Linked DNA regions of Sus scrofa: region 2 is linked to region 1. Evidence: chromatin contacts called from public HiChIP or PLAC-seq data. All regions are on one chromosome and are shown on one strand. Each heading gives the region's core, a stretch centred on a gene start, on an enhancer-like site or on the middle of the called end of the contact. The rest is flanking DNA. Distances are from core to core; before and after follow the strand shown. Region 1 overlaps LOC102166306 (alpha-fetoprotein-like). Region 2 has its middle 55 kb from the start of CXCL2.

Region 1 (6,063 bases), core at 2,204-4,703:
GTGAAAACATTGTAAATTAGAACATTTTATGACTATAAGTTATTACTTTATAAAGTGCTATTCTGATTTGGGTGCTGTTATGTATACTGAATCCTATTGGTCAGAAATGTTGCCAGTAGAATACAATCTCTTTACCCTTGAACAGGGTTTCCCAACGTGTGTTCTATGTATAAAGGGTTTCTGAATGAAGCTGGCAGTAGACTTCAATCCCCCGCTCTTTTCTACTCATGCATTCACAGCATCTATTAGAATATCTCATCCTTCCACTCTGCTGTCCACTCTCTTGCCCTCCCACTGCTGCAGTCACAGTCCAATCTTTTTCTCCCTCATCTTTTCCTCGTATGATATATATGTTAGTGTTTGCTGTGTAACAGATCACACCAAATTGTAGTGGCTTTACAGAGCATCCATTAGTGCTCATGTGTCTGTGTGTTGATTTGATGAGTTTGTGGGCCTGGGTCAGCCTCAGCCACTTTCAGCTGGGCTTGCCCCAGTCTGTGGTCAGCTATTGGGTCAGTTGCTCGGTCAGCTGGGAGCTGGTTGGCCCAGGAAGCCTTATCTCTGAGGCATGTGGTCTTCTGTTCTTGGGCAGGTGATCCCAGACCTCTTTATATGGCAACTGGGAGGAAGGCGATGTGTGGAACTATGCAATGTCAGTTCTGCTGTAAGGAGGGTCATAGGGTGGGCCCAGCTTAAAGGGATGTAGACATAGACTTCCTTTCTGAGAAGTAAACATTTGGAAAGTGACAGTGTAAAGGGCACAGATACAAGAAAGGTAGGCAGTGGGTCCATTTTTATAATCAATCTGCCCCATGTGGATCATTAAATGTAGTTGTTGAAACTATAGAAGACGATGGAAGTCAAGATAATGGTGGAGAGCAGGGCAATTAATGGGGTCCGAAATCATCAAAAATGAGGGGACATCACCAGGCTTCCCATATGTGGCATAAATAAAGAGGGATGAGGATGTCAGTGTTTGATGGCAAGTACCCCCAAAGAGCTATGGCATTTAAAAGAGGATAAAGGAGAGATAGGCAGGGAGCGGTAAAAGGGAACTAGGTGCTAAGGTAAGTGGCGACTGAACAAAATAAACTCCTCTTGCGGGGTCTTGGGGATGCTGTGTCTTCTGGGGAGCCTCATGTTTTCATATAGAGCAAGAAATGGTTCAGAAAAGAGGCTGTGGATATAGGGCAGTGTTTTTTTTTTTTAAATAATTCAGTGAATTTTATTGTATTTATAGTTGTACAACCATCATAACCTCATTGTAGCACATTTCCATCCCCAAGCCCCAGAATAGGGGTGTTTTCTGATGGGAAAGCCTCAAGGTACAAAGAGGATGAGTTAGGGAGGGCAAGGCAAGCGGGAGATGGGTCTGATTAGGGATGTGGAAATATCACTATGATGACAGATAGTCCAAGAGACTGGGCTTCTGACTGGGAGTGAGGTGACTAAAGCATGACAGGCTTGGCCTTGGAAGTTGCACATACTGGACACACAACGTTAGGGCAGCTGGTCTTGTCCTTGGACCCTGAGAGCATAAGGTGATTAGGATCTCACAAGTGATTGGCTTTTTCCCCCTGTTCTCCCTATCACGCCCACATGGGAGGATTTTATGGAACACCTACTGTCAGGTCTTAGGAAAGATTCTATTTATTTGCTGCTGCAAACAGAGAAATGACTTTCTTAGTGTCTTCAGTCACCCACCTCTTCACCCCAAACCAATCCTGAGCCTAGAGGTCAGATATTCCCATGGCCCAGGCGTTCTCCCTTGGCATGAATGCTGCTGATGGTGGATATGATGCTAGGGCCCCCACGTGGAATTGACCAAAGGTGACTATCCTAAGAGAAACCAAGGGGTGAAATTCTGGTTACCCTGAATCAATACGATGCATTGAAAACAATCCATCTCCTGGCAGTGGGGCAACTCCTTTACAGTGGCTACTCACCCTTCCTGCTCTCCTCATATGCCCTGATCCTGTCCTCAGGAGAAAGCAGACCCTGGTCCTCAGAGTTCCTTCTCCCTCAAGATCATTCGTGGTGGCTTAGTTCTAATTAATTTATTTGCTCTAAGATATGCTGTAGTAGGGCCTAGATAGGATTAGTCCAACAATATCATCTTGCCAAGTGAGGCAAAGTTTTTTGGGAATAAAGATATTCTCATGGTCAGAAAGCATGAAGTTGTTACTTGTTCTGTTTTATGGCAGTAAAATTCACAAGCCAGCTGACCCCTGATGTCCTTTCTTCAGCTCCCAAGGTGAGCTGATCGCCAGCTAGACCTCACAACATCCCAGTGGGCATCCAAAGACCACTGTAACACCCAGTTCTCCATTCTTTCTTCAGCCGAGGCTTGGTGTGAGAATATCACGAGGAAGAAGTCTGCTTTACTTCTGGAGTTCAGGCTTTGCTTTCTCTGGTGGAAATTCTCTGGCACCCTTTATGCATGTCATCTCACCAAATCCTTACTGCAGATTCAGGAGGTAGCTAATATTACTACTCTATTTTAATTGTGAGGAAACTGAGGCTGAACAGGCAAGGAAAACTGGTAAGAGAGCTTGCAAAAAGTAAACAAGTTGTTGAGCTGGAATTTGCACCCAAGTTACCTGGCTCAAAGTACATATGCATAACTATCAACATGCAGCTGTTAGTGTGCCCTAAACAGGGGGTAATATTGCTGGTTATAATTTTTAAAACATGAAACTCTTCATATAAGGGCTAGATAATAAAAAGTGTGAAATATTAGGAAGCATCCCTGTCCTGGTGAATTCACCGTGTTTTCTGTGTGAAGAAAGCAGTAGCATAGAGACAGCTAGTGTAGAAACTTCTGGAATGTTCTGGGGGATACATATTGGAAGTCAAAGGTCAGTCTAGACAAAACCCTCCAACTTCCTGGGATAGTGGTAGGGGATCTCTCCATGGCTTTCACCCCTATATAGTTCTGGCTAACCATCATAGTACACACACACACACACACACACACACAGACAGAGAGAGAGAGAGAGAGAGAGAGACAAGAGAAGGGGCTCCTGGCGGAGAAAGACGAAATTCAGCAGGAATATAAAGAGAAGGCAGAAATGAAGTCAGGGAATAAGATAGAGAAAATAAAAAGAAAATGGAAATTTAAAGTAAAAAGAATTTACCATCCATCGAAGAAAAAAGCTGAGTTAAGATTGAAGATAGTATATTCAGACTAGAATGTGCTTTACATGATGAAATAGTGAATAAAGGTAATGAAAATAAAGGATTAATGTCAGAAATGAAACACTGAGGACAATTTGATGGCATTAGGATCAAAAATGGGATCTATTTAGAAGGTAAATCAAACATTTTAAAACTAAAAGAATAAATAGAGTTAGGGGAAATATTTTGAAATAGCAGGCAGAGAGAGCAGGGTGGGGTGGGAGGAAGTGAACAGGAGAGGCAAAACCACTGCCAGCAGATCACGAGGATGTGACAGGTTGTTGCTGTGGCAGGAAGGTCTCCTTCCAAATGGCTTAGCGTCCCCAGTTGCAGAGGAGGCGGCTTCTATATGGAGTGCCACGGAGGGGTAACCTGACATACTGATACCCCTGCTGTAAATCTCTTTCCCAGACCTGCCTTCGCCTAATGAGACCCTCTACCCCCATTACTTATCCCATCACGATGGGAGTGTTTTTCCTTGTTAAATAAGCAGCTGCTGCCCGATCTGGAAACTCAGCAGTCATAATTGTCTGCCCTCTACTGGTCGCTTATGGGAAGTGCATCCAGAAACCAGCGGACCCAGCAAGGCCGAGGAGAGCAGAATAGCTCAAGTGACTGAGGCGTAGGTGGGAGAGCGGAGAGGAATGTTCTGGGGTGAGACTAAAGGGGTTGGAGGGGACCAAGCCTTGAAAACACTTGGAATCCTAATGCTTGTGAGGAAAGAGAAGAAGGGTCTATATGAGGGAGGCTTTCTACCTCCTCTGTTAGGTTTCTCTATCGTTGTTAACTCTACAGCTCTCAGCCTCAGGGAAATTATAAACATGCTTATCAGTTATTTGCTGAACGAATAAATGAATACATAGGAGAGAAGCTGTGACAATGTGGGACTCAGGGAGAAAGGAGATCATAGTTGGAAGCCATCAATAATTTGAAATGTAAGCGAGTTGCAAGCTGTGCTATTATAATTATTCATTATCTTTGCCATAAGATAACGAAATAATTAATAAAATTATTCAGATTATCTTTGCCACTGTTCATTGAGTGCCTTCATTGTGCCAGTTACTATACCCAGCCCTTTAATATAGTATTGTTTTTGGTCCTTACGAAAACCTTGAGATGTAGGTGTTCAAATTTTCTTTCTTTCTTCCTTTCTTTTTTTTTTTTTTTTTGTCTTTTTGTTTTTTTAGGTCCGCATCCATGGCATATGGAGGTTCCCAGGCTAGGGGTCCAATCGGAGCTGTAGCTGCTGGCCTATGCCAGAGCCACAGCAACACCAGATCTGAGCCGCATCTGCAAACTACACCACAGCTCATGGCAATGCTGGATCCTTAACCCACTGAGCGAGCCAGGGATTGAATCTGCATCGTCATAGATGCCAATCATTCATTTCTGCTAAGCCACCATGGGAACTCCTCCTGGAATATTATTTTGTTTAATAGAGTAATAAACATCAGGCTATAATTTTGAATGTTCAAAGTGATTGAAACAGCAATGTCTATATATAGTTGCGGGGGAAATTTATTCTGTGAAGGAAATCTGAAAAGATTGTCAAACCACTGAAGTTCTAAATTAGAGTATTGGTTTTATTGTTAATAACATCTAAGAAGTCCTCAAACTTCCAGGTGTGTTACACTCGTAATATTCATTGGGAAGTTAGTTGTTTAGAATCAATATCATATATAACAAAATGTTATAGGAAAAGCTAATTTACTTTATAACCTATTAACCATCCAATGCAATGAAAATGTACCCTAGTAATAATCACATAAAGATAATTAAATTTATATAATAATTATCTGATGAGATATTCTTGATATGTTGACTAAAACGTGAAGATGGAGATGGTCATTGTGAAAACTATGAAGACATCAGAGCATTTTCAGGGCCTTTAAACTGAAGAGTGAGAGCTATACACAGGTATGAGTGGTGTGCACACTCAGGGAGTGTCTGTATTTTCACTCATTTTTTCTTTCTTTCTTTCTCTCTCTCTTTTTTTTTTTTTTTTTTTTTTTTTTTTTTGCTTTTTAGGGCCACATGTGCAGCATATGGAAGTTCCCAGGCTAGGGGTCGAATCAGAGCTGTAGCTGCTGGCCTATGCCACAGCCACAGAAACACAGGATCCGAGCCACATCTGTGAACTACACCGAGGCTCAAGGCAATGCTGGATCCCCAACCCACTGAACGAGGCCAAGGATCGAACCTGCGTCTCATGGATACCAGTCGGGTTTGTTACCGCTGAGTCATGACGGGAGCTCCCTTTACCACTCATTTTTGATTCAGGTTCCTCAGCCACCTTGTGAAACAGAAACCACATGCAGCTGAGATGAAGTTCCAGTCAATTATTGTGGATTTTGCTCATCTGGTGGAGAGGTGCTGCCAAGCAGAGAAAAGTGAAATGTGTTTCCAAAAAGAGGTACCCATGTTTCCTTGTCTGTTCTCTTAGCTCTCTTAGGGCTTATTAAAGTAAAAAAAAAAAATCATTTCTCTATTCCAATCATAAATGAATGAGGAGACAATCAGAGTCTAGGTGGACTGGAGTAACTGACTATAGTTGTGCTTAAGATATGTTGATACTTATGTCCCTTTGGAGGAAGTAGGCATGTTGGACATAAATAGAGACGAACTGAGATGTTTAGGACTGGGGATGGGAGGAAGAAGGAGGAGTTACAGACCTTGATCATTGTAGAGATGTGGTGTCCTTGGAAATACAGGGAATTTCTGAAGAAATAACAGTTTAAAGACCTGTCTGGGCAAATGGGAGCTTTGTTCTAGAAATTTCTGAAGGCACAATCAGAAAGAGTCACCAAATGTAGTTTGGGGCTTAGTTAGGAAACAAGGTGAAAAGGATTTCATTTTCTCAGTGGCAGATCATTAGACTAGCAGTTG
Region 2 (6,230 bases), core at 1,636-4,135, 340 kb after region 1:
ACAGTGTGAAATGAGGAAATTTCCAGCTTGCACTCCAAATTGGAGTTGACACTTACTGTTGGCATTCCTTATATTGTCACACAATGCTGAGAATTTATTTTCACTGTGGCTGAGCCCTCCTTCCCTAAAGGGAACATAGAGAATTTGGGTTAGAGAAAGCAAAATCACACAACTATTTTCCAAGATAACAAGTGATGGGTAATATTTTGCAGATCATATTGAAGGAGAGCAAAACTTTCTAAGGGTAGAGAATAATAAAGATCACTCAATAATTCATTTGATTTTTTAAAATAAGCGTATAACTATAGAAATCAGGGTTGAATAATATGGGCTCCAAAATAGGAAATAGACATTCCTGCAAAGACAGTGGGGCACAGAAGCAGCTTGGGGCATTCAGAAAAGGATCAAACAATGGTGCTAGAATATATCTGTGGACCTGGGAAATAAGGGGTATAGCAGTAGTACTGAGCTCTCTCAGCTATCCACCTGCAGGTTTTGTGCTTCCAGAACTCGAGATGCTAAATTCTGACAACTCAATGAGAAAGCATCAGTACCAGGGCACACAGGATGTGGTCCACTGAACCTAAAACTCTAACTGCCACCTGGTCACTTTGGGCTCCTCAAGCTGGTGGACAAGGGAGTTCCCATCCTGGTTGTAATGACTGATCCTACTTATCACGTGGAGTTAGGATAGCTGGTATTTGAGAACTTGTGATGCTTCTATGCCATGGGAGAATGGAAGAAGTGGAATTTCAAAATTACCAGATAATGGAATGATAAGGAAAAGACAACTACAAGCTCGAACCCCTCAGGGGTGAAGGTCTAGGTTCCTCCATCAGGGAAGCAAATGAAATCAGCTCAGTTTCTAACTAAGGATAATGAGAATCTAGAATGAATGCGAAGGAGGGAGAGGACAAATATCAATGATGAGCTAGGACCAGTTGCAGTCATGAGGAGTATAGCTTGTTCTGAAAACAAACAGGCCCTTTGGGGCTTCTGGGCACCTGAGCATTTCTGTCCCCCATTTCTTGTTTTTAGGGAATAAGCTTCAGGCTCCAAGATCTTCCCTGAGTTCCAAAAGGTGGGTTCCAACAGTTGCTTATCATGGAAGGGAGGGGATGCAGAGAAGAGGGAGGAGCTGTCAAGAGAACATAGTGCAGCTTTGGGGCAGGGTCCTGGTTCCTCCTCAAGGAATATACATAACAATATCTGTGATTTCTTCTGCAGAACTAACCGCACCCTCTCCCACCCCATAAGTGGAAGATGTCAATGGAACATTCTTTATTCTGGAAAGAAGACCACCAGACCACTAACATCGGCTTTGAAAACAACGCAAGCTTGCCTCTACCCTGATCCTTAACTTAAGCCCTATTTTTCACTCCCCAAACTATAAAACCACCTCCCAATCTCTCCTAAGCGGGGGGCACAGCCCTTGAGGCATTAGCCTGCTGTGACCCTTCTTTACCTGGCAAAGCAATAAAGCTATCTTTCCTCCTTTGCCCAAAACTCTTGTCACCTTGTTTCTATTTGTCACCTGTGAGCAGAGAGGCTGAGCTCTGGCCACAGTTCCAATAAGACTCAGTGACCAACTGAACTCAATATGGAGCACCAGTGGATCTGATTAGCATGAGAGGCGGCCTATGACATGCATTTATATTTTCCATGTTGCATACCCTAAACGCTCCTCTGCTTTCAGTCACAAGAGTGGGGAAGAGTTTCACACAATCTCAGATTCACCTTGCTTCCCATCTCAAGAGCAGACATCTTCCTGCATTCTGCTTTCACAGCTCTCCTCCAAGGTGATGGGAGTGTGCCTGACAAATACAAGAATAGCTACAAGGGGGAGATGTGAGTTAATACCCCTGGGTGAGAAGGACTGATGGTTATGTGCTTCAGACTCCAGGCCTTTAAGGGAGAATATTCTGTCTGCTTCCTGGAAAGTCCAGTGGGCTGGAGACCCTGTTGCCCGCAGCAGCAACTCCAGGAGGCGTGCTCACTTACATTGGCTTTCGCTCTTGCCTGTTCCACTTCTCTGCTTCCTCACTCTGGTGTCCTGGATCCCTGCACAAATGAACTACCAGCACTCAAGGCAATGACTCAGATTCGGATTTGAGCAGAGTGTATATTATGGCAATTCTTCAAAAAAAAGAAGAGAGAGATCAAGAAAAGCAAAAAAATGCTTTTTTTCCTCTTCCTTCTTCTTTCTTTCTTTCTTTTTTTTTTTTTTTTTTTTTTTTTTTTTTTTTTTTTTGTGGCATAAGGAAGTTCCTGGGCTAGGGGTCGAATGGAAGATGCAACTGAGGTCTACACCGCAGTCACAGCAACACTGGATCCGAACTTCATCTCTGACCTGCACTGCAGCTTGTGGCAACGTGGGGTCCTTAACCCACTGAGTGAGGCCAGGGCCTCAAACCTGCATCTTCATGGAGACTGCGTTGGGTTCTTAACCTGCCGACCCACAAGGTGAACTCCCCCAAAATTCTTTTGTCAACAGAAATACATCTCTTTCTGGGAGTTCTGTAGAGTGTAAAAGCATTTATCTTTCCATTGCTGTATTGCTCATTTTAAAGTTATTTGGCTTCCATTTTTTGGTCCTTTGTTGTCTTCTCTTTTTAGGAAATAGCCAGTTACCCCCAAAACACTTACTGTGGTTTGGTTGCAAGATGGTGGCAGTGCAGCCCCCGATCCTCCACCCCTCATTTTCTCTAGTTTAATGTGACAGTGAACAAAGTTAAGACACTGCTGTATTTCTGAGATATGCTTCATACTTGCTCAAGAGGTTATAGTTTTTATGTATTTTCCCAGGGGGCCTGATCCTACAGTCCCTGTGGTTAGCTGTATTTGTAGGTATTTGGCAATGACTCTAAACAGCTAAGTGTGGCTGGCCTTTGGAAAACACTGGGCTGTGAGTCAGAGGGCTTTGATTCCTTTTACGATTCTACTTCTTATGCTGAGAAACCTCCTAACCACTCTGGGAATTTTTCCATCTGTAATGGAGCCACCCAGCTCTTATCTGTACCCCAGACTAAGAGAAACAGAGTTAAGAGCTCTTGGAGCCTCTTGGATTCTTAAGTTAGAAATGGGCCTGAGTCGACTGCACTTTCTTAGGTTTAAAATCTAAAGTATTTCCATTAATTGTTTTATTTTGATATGGTTGGAAATATGCTTTGATGACAAAAGATGTAAGAGTGATCTTTTGTCCTTCTATTGAATAAATGAATTCTGATACAAGGAGATTACTTATAACTGAGGGAAACAAAATCATTTAAAATACTGAATAGCCTATTAGTTTTATACATCACTTTTCTGAACCTCATCCGGACCAAGTCAAGAGCATATGGCCTTCTAATAGCAAGGATAGATTCCTTTGGCTAAAACAATGAACCGATCTACAGGATACTCCTGGGAAGTGAAGCATGGCCTTTAAGAGGACACTGGTAGAACACGCACATAAACCTCCCCTGTGCTAAATCCCTAGGTAAGAAAATAAAGGTTGGGAGAGAGGAAGCTCATTTCTTATTAATTTATTTTTGGTACAGGGGTGTGGGTGTGGGTGGGTGTTTAGAGGTGGCTTCTGTTTGTGTGCTGTTAGGTGGTTGGCTGTTCATAAGAGGTAGTCTGCAATGAAATATGACCACTCCCAATGTGGTGTTCTATGAGAGGTGGCTTTTATTTCTGCAAATTCTCTTTGAAGTGGACTGATAAAAGTTATGGCCCATTCATTGATCTCAGGATCACTATACCCAGATCAATGACTTCCCTCACCTGCAACACTCAGGTGGGGGTGGAGATGGGGTGGGGGTGGGGACAGTTTAACTGGGAAGGAGGGGTGAGGTGCTGGAAAGCAGATTCTGGTTTGCCAGAGAGCACTGACCAAGCTCTAGGTGCCAAGATGCAAGGACAAGAGGGAAGCAAAAATGCTTGGGAAAGAAAGTGGGGATGGGACAAAAAGAAAAATTAACAATCGTGACCTTGCAATTTTGCCTGGTGAACCCAAAATACGTCCAGGTTAGTGCAAAGATGACAAAGCTTCTCCCTATCAACTCATCTCGGTTTTCCCAGTCATCTGGTCCCCAACTGGAAAGACAAAGAAAGAGGTTAATTAAAAAGAGCCGAAAAAGCAAAATTCTATATATTACTGTGCGCGCGCGCGCACACACACACACACACACACACACACACACGCGAGTGTTTGAGCACACCTCCCTCTTCATCCTTCACAGCCAATATATTAAAAGCACTAAAATTCCTATCCCCAAACTTCAATCTTTTATAATTATCATGCAATAAATACATCAAGAAATGCACCGAAGAAACTGATGGTTCAGAACAAGAGAGATGAAACAGCTAGTACAGGGTTACCTGCAGGATTGGATAATGGGTTTTTGAGGGGGTGCAAGGCTATACAAATATGCCCCAAACTGGTGAGTATTCAATTTAAAGTTAAAATCATGATTTAATCACTGATTCTTCTACATTCTATTCCTCAATATCTTTTTAGTCCAAGTTGACCACTCCAGCTCCATTTTCTCTATTCATACATTTGTCACCTGGAATATATTTATTAGCCAACTTATAAGGCATCCTCAATTCTTCTCTTTGCTCACACACTCCACATGTAATATAGCAGGAAACTTTGTTGGCTCTACTTTCAAAATCCAACCAGTGGCACTGCTACCCTCCTCGTCTGGGCCTCCATCAGTAGCCACCTGAATCCTGAAAGACTAACAGCTCTTCACTGGTAGCTTTAAGCTCATCTAGGTCTACTCTTTTTTTGTTTTCTTTTCTTCTTCTTATTTTTTTTTTTTCGGCATACTCACAGTGTACTGAAGTTCCCAAGCCAGGGATGGAATCTGAGCCACAGCTGTGACCTATGCAACAGCTGCAGCAACAGCAGATCCTTTAACCCACTGCTCGGGCCAGGGTTTGAGCCTGCACCTCCACAGGGACCCTACTCACTGCAGTTAGATTCTTAACCCACTGCACCACAGCAGGAACTCCTTTGTCTACTCTTGACACACTTTCCAATGAGGTGCTTTCAAAATATGTCAGACAAGGACTTGCCTCTATGTAAATCCACCATTTGCTCCCCTCTCATTCAGAGTTGATGTCCAAATCTTTAGACGTGTCACTGGGTTTTACACGCTGTGGCTCTTTATTTCTCCTCTGACAACCCTTAGGACAGTGTTTTCTCCTTGTTCACTCACTCCAGCCCCATGGGGCTCCTCACTCTTCCTTAAACATACAGCAGGCATGCTTCCAGGTTAGGAAAGTTTATTCTGCCTGGAATTCTCTTCCACTAGATGTATACGTGGCTCAATCCCTCACTTTCCTGAGTTATTTGCTCACTACTCCCCTTCTCCACAAGGACTACTCCAAGCTGACTCCACTGGGTTTGTTTGTTTGTTTGTTTGTTTTCTTTTGGTATATCCCTCTCTGTTTTTAAGCACTTCCTTAATTTCTGGCATAAGAAACTGTTCCAGAATCACCTCATACTTTCTCTTCAGTGCTCTCAAGCCTTCGGTAAGGTGCTCTTTGCACCTGCAGGAATCAGTGTGTGAATATTGTCAGCAATGACAATGGAAAGAGGAGGGGCCCAGCCTTCTTCTCTTCACGGACACCTGCTCAAGGCCGCAGGTGTCTGTCACCCACAGGTCACGCTGCAGAATGACAGATGACCACAGCGTGTGCATAAATTCCTTTAGGACTCCATTATCTCCAGGGTTCCAATTGTTTTATAAATGTTTTCTTAAATGAATTTAAAAATAAACATAGTCGTGATGGAATAACGAAAGAAAAAAGCTGAGATATTTCTGTGATCTGCTGGTTCTGAGTCTATAGACAGCAGAAAAGAATTGTTTTGGTTTACTACATTTTCAACATTCTACTGACAACAGAGTAAAGTGGTTAAAAAGAATTATGAGAAAGCATATTTGATGCTATTTCTGATCAATCTCCAATTTGGGATGGTTTTAAGAAAATATTTTAAAATGTAACAGTAAATTGAGTTTTCTGATCAAATCAGTGTGAAATAAGGAATTGCCTTGAACTTAAATTGAAACCACAAAACCAGCGGATGAATTCTGAGTGGAAAGCACCAAGTCCAAGAATTATTGTTATAGTGTTTACAGAGACAAGGCAAAGTAATTACGCTGTAGGCCACAAGGGAAGACCACAGTGTTTATGTTAAGTCCACGACTGCCCAGACCTTGCTGCTCGTTTACACAAAC

The links. HiChIP or PLAC-seq counts read pairs in DNA pulled down with a chosen protein or histone mark.
Region 2: a contact with region 1 is called in an H3K27ac HiChIP or PLAC-seq map of alveolar macrophages. The contact joins two enhancer-like sites. A contact is called at or near these places in 1 of 47 Hi-C or Micro-C datasets (embryonic fibroblasts) and 2 of 2 datasets of contacts at active chromatin or transcription factors (alveolar macrophages and skeletal muscle).

Annotation. Positions count from the first base shown.
Region 1 is chr8:69,756,623-69,762,685 of Sscrofa11.1, forward strand. It overlaps LOC102166306 (alpha-fetoprotein-like), which reads left to right. Exons shown (of 14, transcript XM_005666743.2): 13 at 5,458-5,590. Among named protein-coding and RNA genes, the nearest start is that of AFM, 53 kb to the left of the region's middle. Within about 2 kb of position 3,454, at least 8 of the 83 cell types and tissues checked have an H3K27ac peak or open chromatin away from gene starts, as enhancers often do. A contact at or near this core is called in alveolar macrophages, where this site is marked.
Region 2 is chr8:70,099,171-70,105,400 of Sscrofa11.1, forward strand. No RefSeq gene overlaps it. Among named protein-coding and RNA genes, the nearest start is that of CXCL2, 55 kb to the right of the region's middle. Within about 2 kb of position 2,886, at least 9 of the 83 cell types and tissues checked have an H3K27ac peak or open chromatin away from gene starts, as enhancers often do. A contact at or near this core is called in alveolar macrophages, where this site is marked.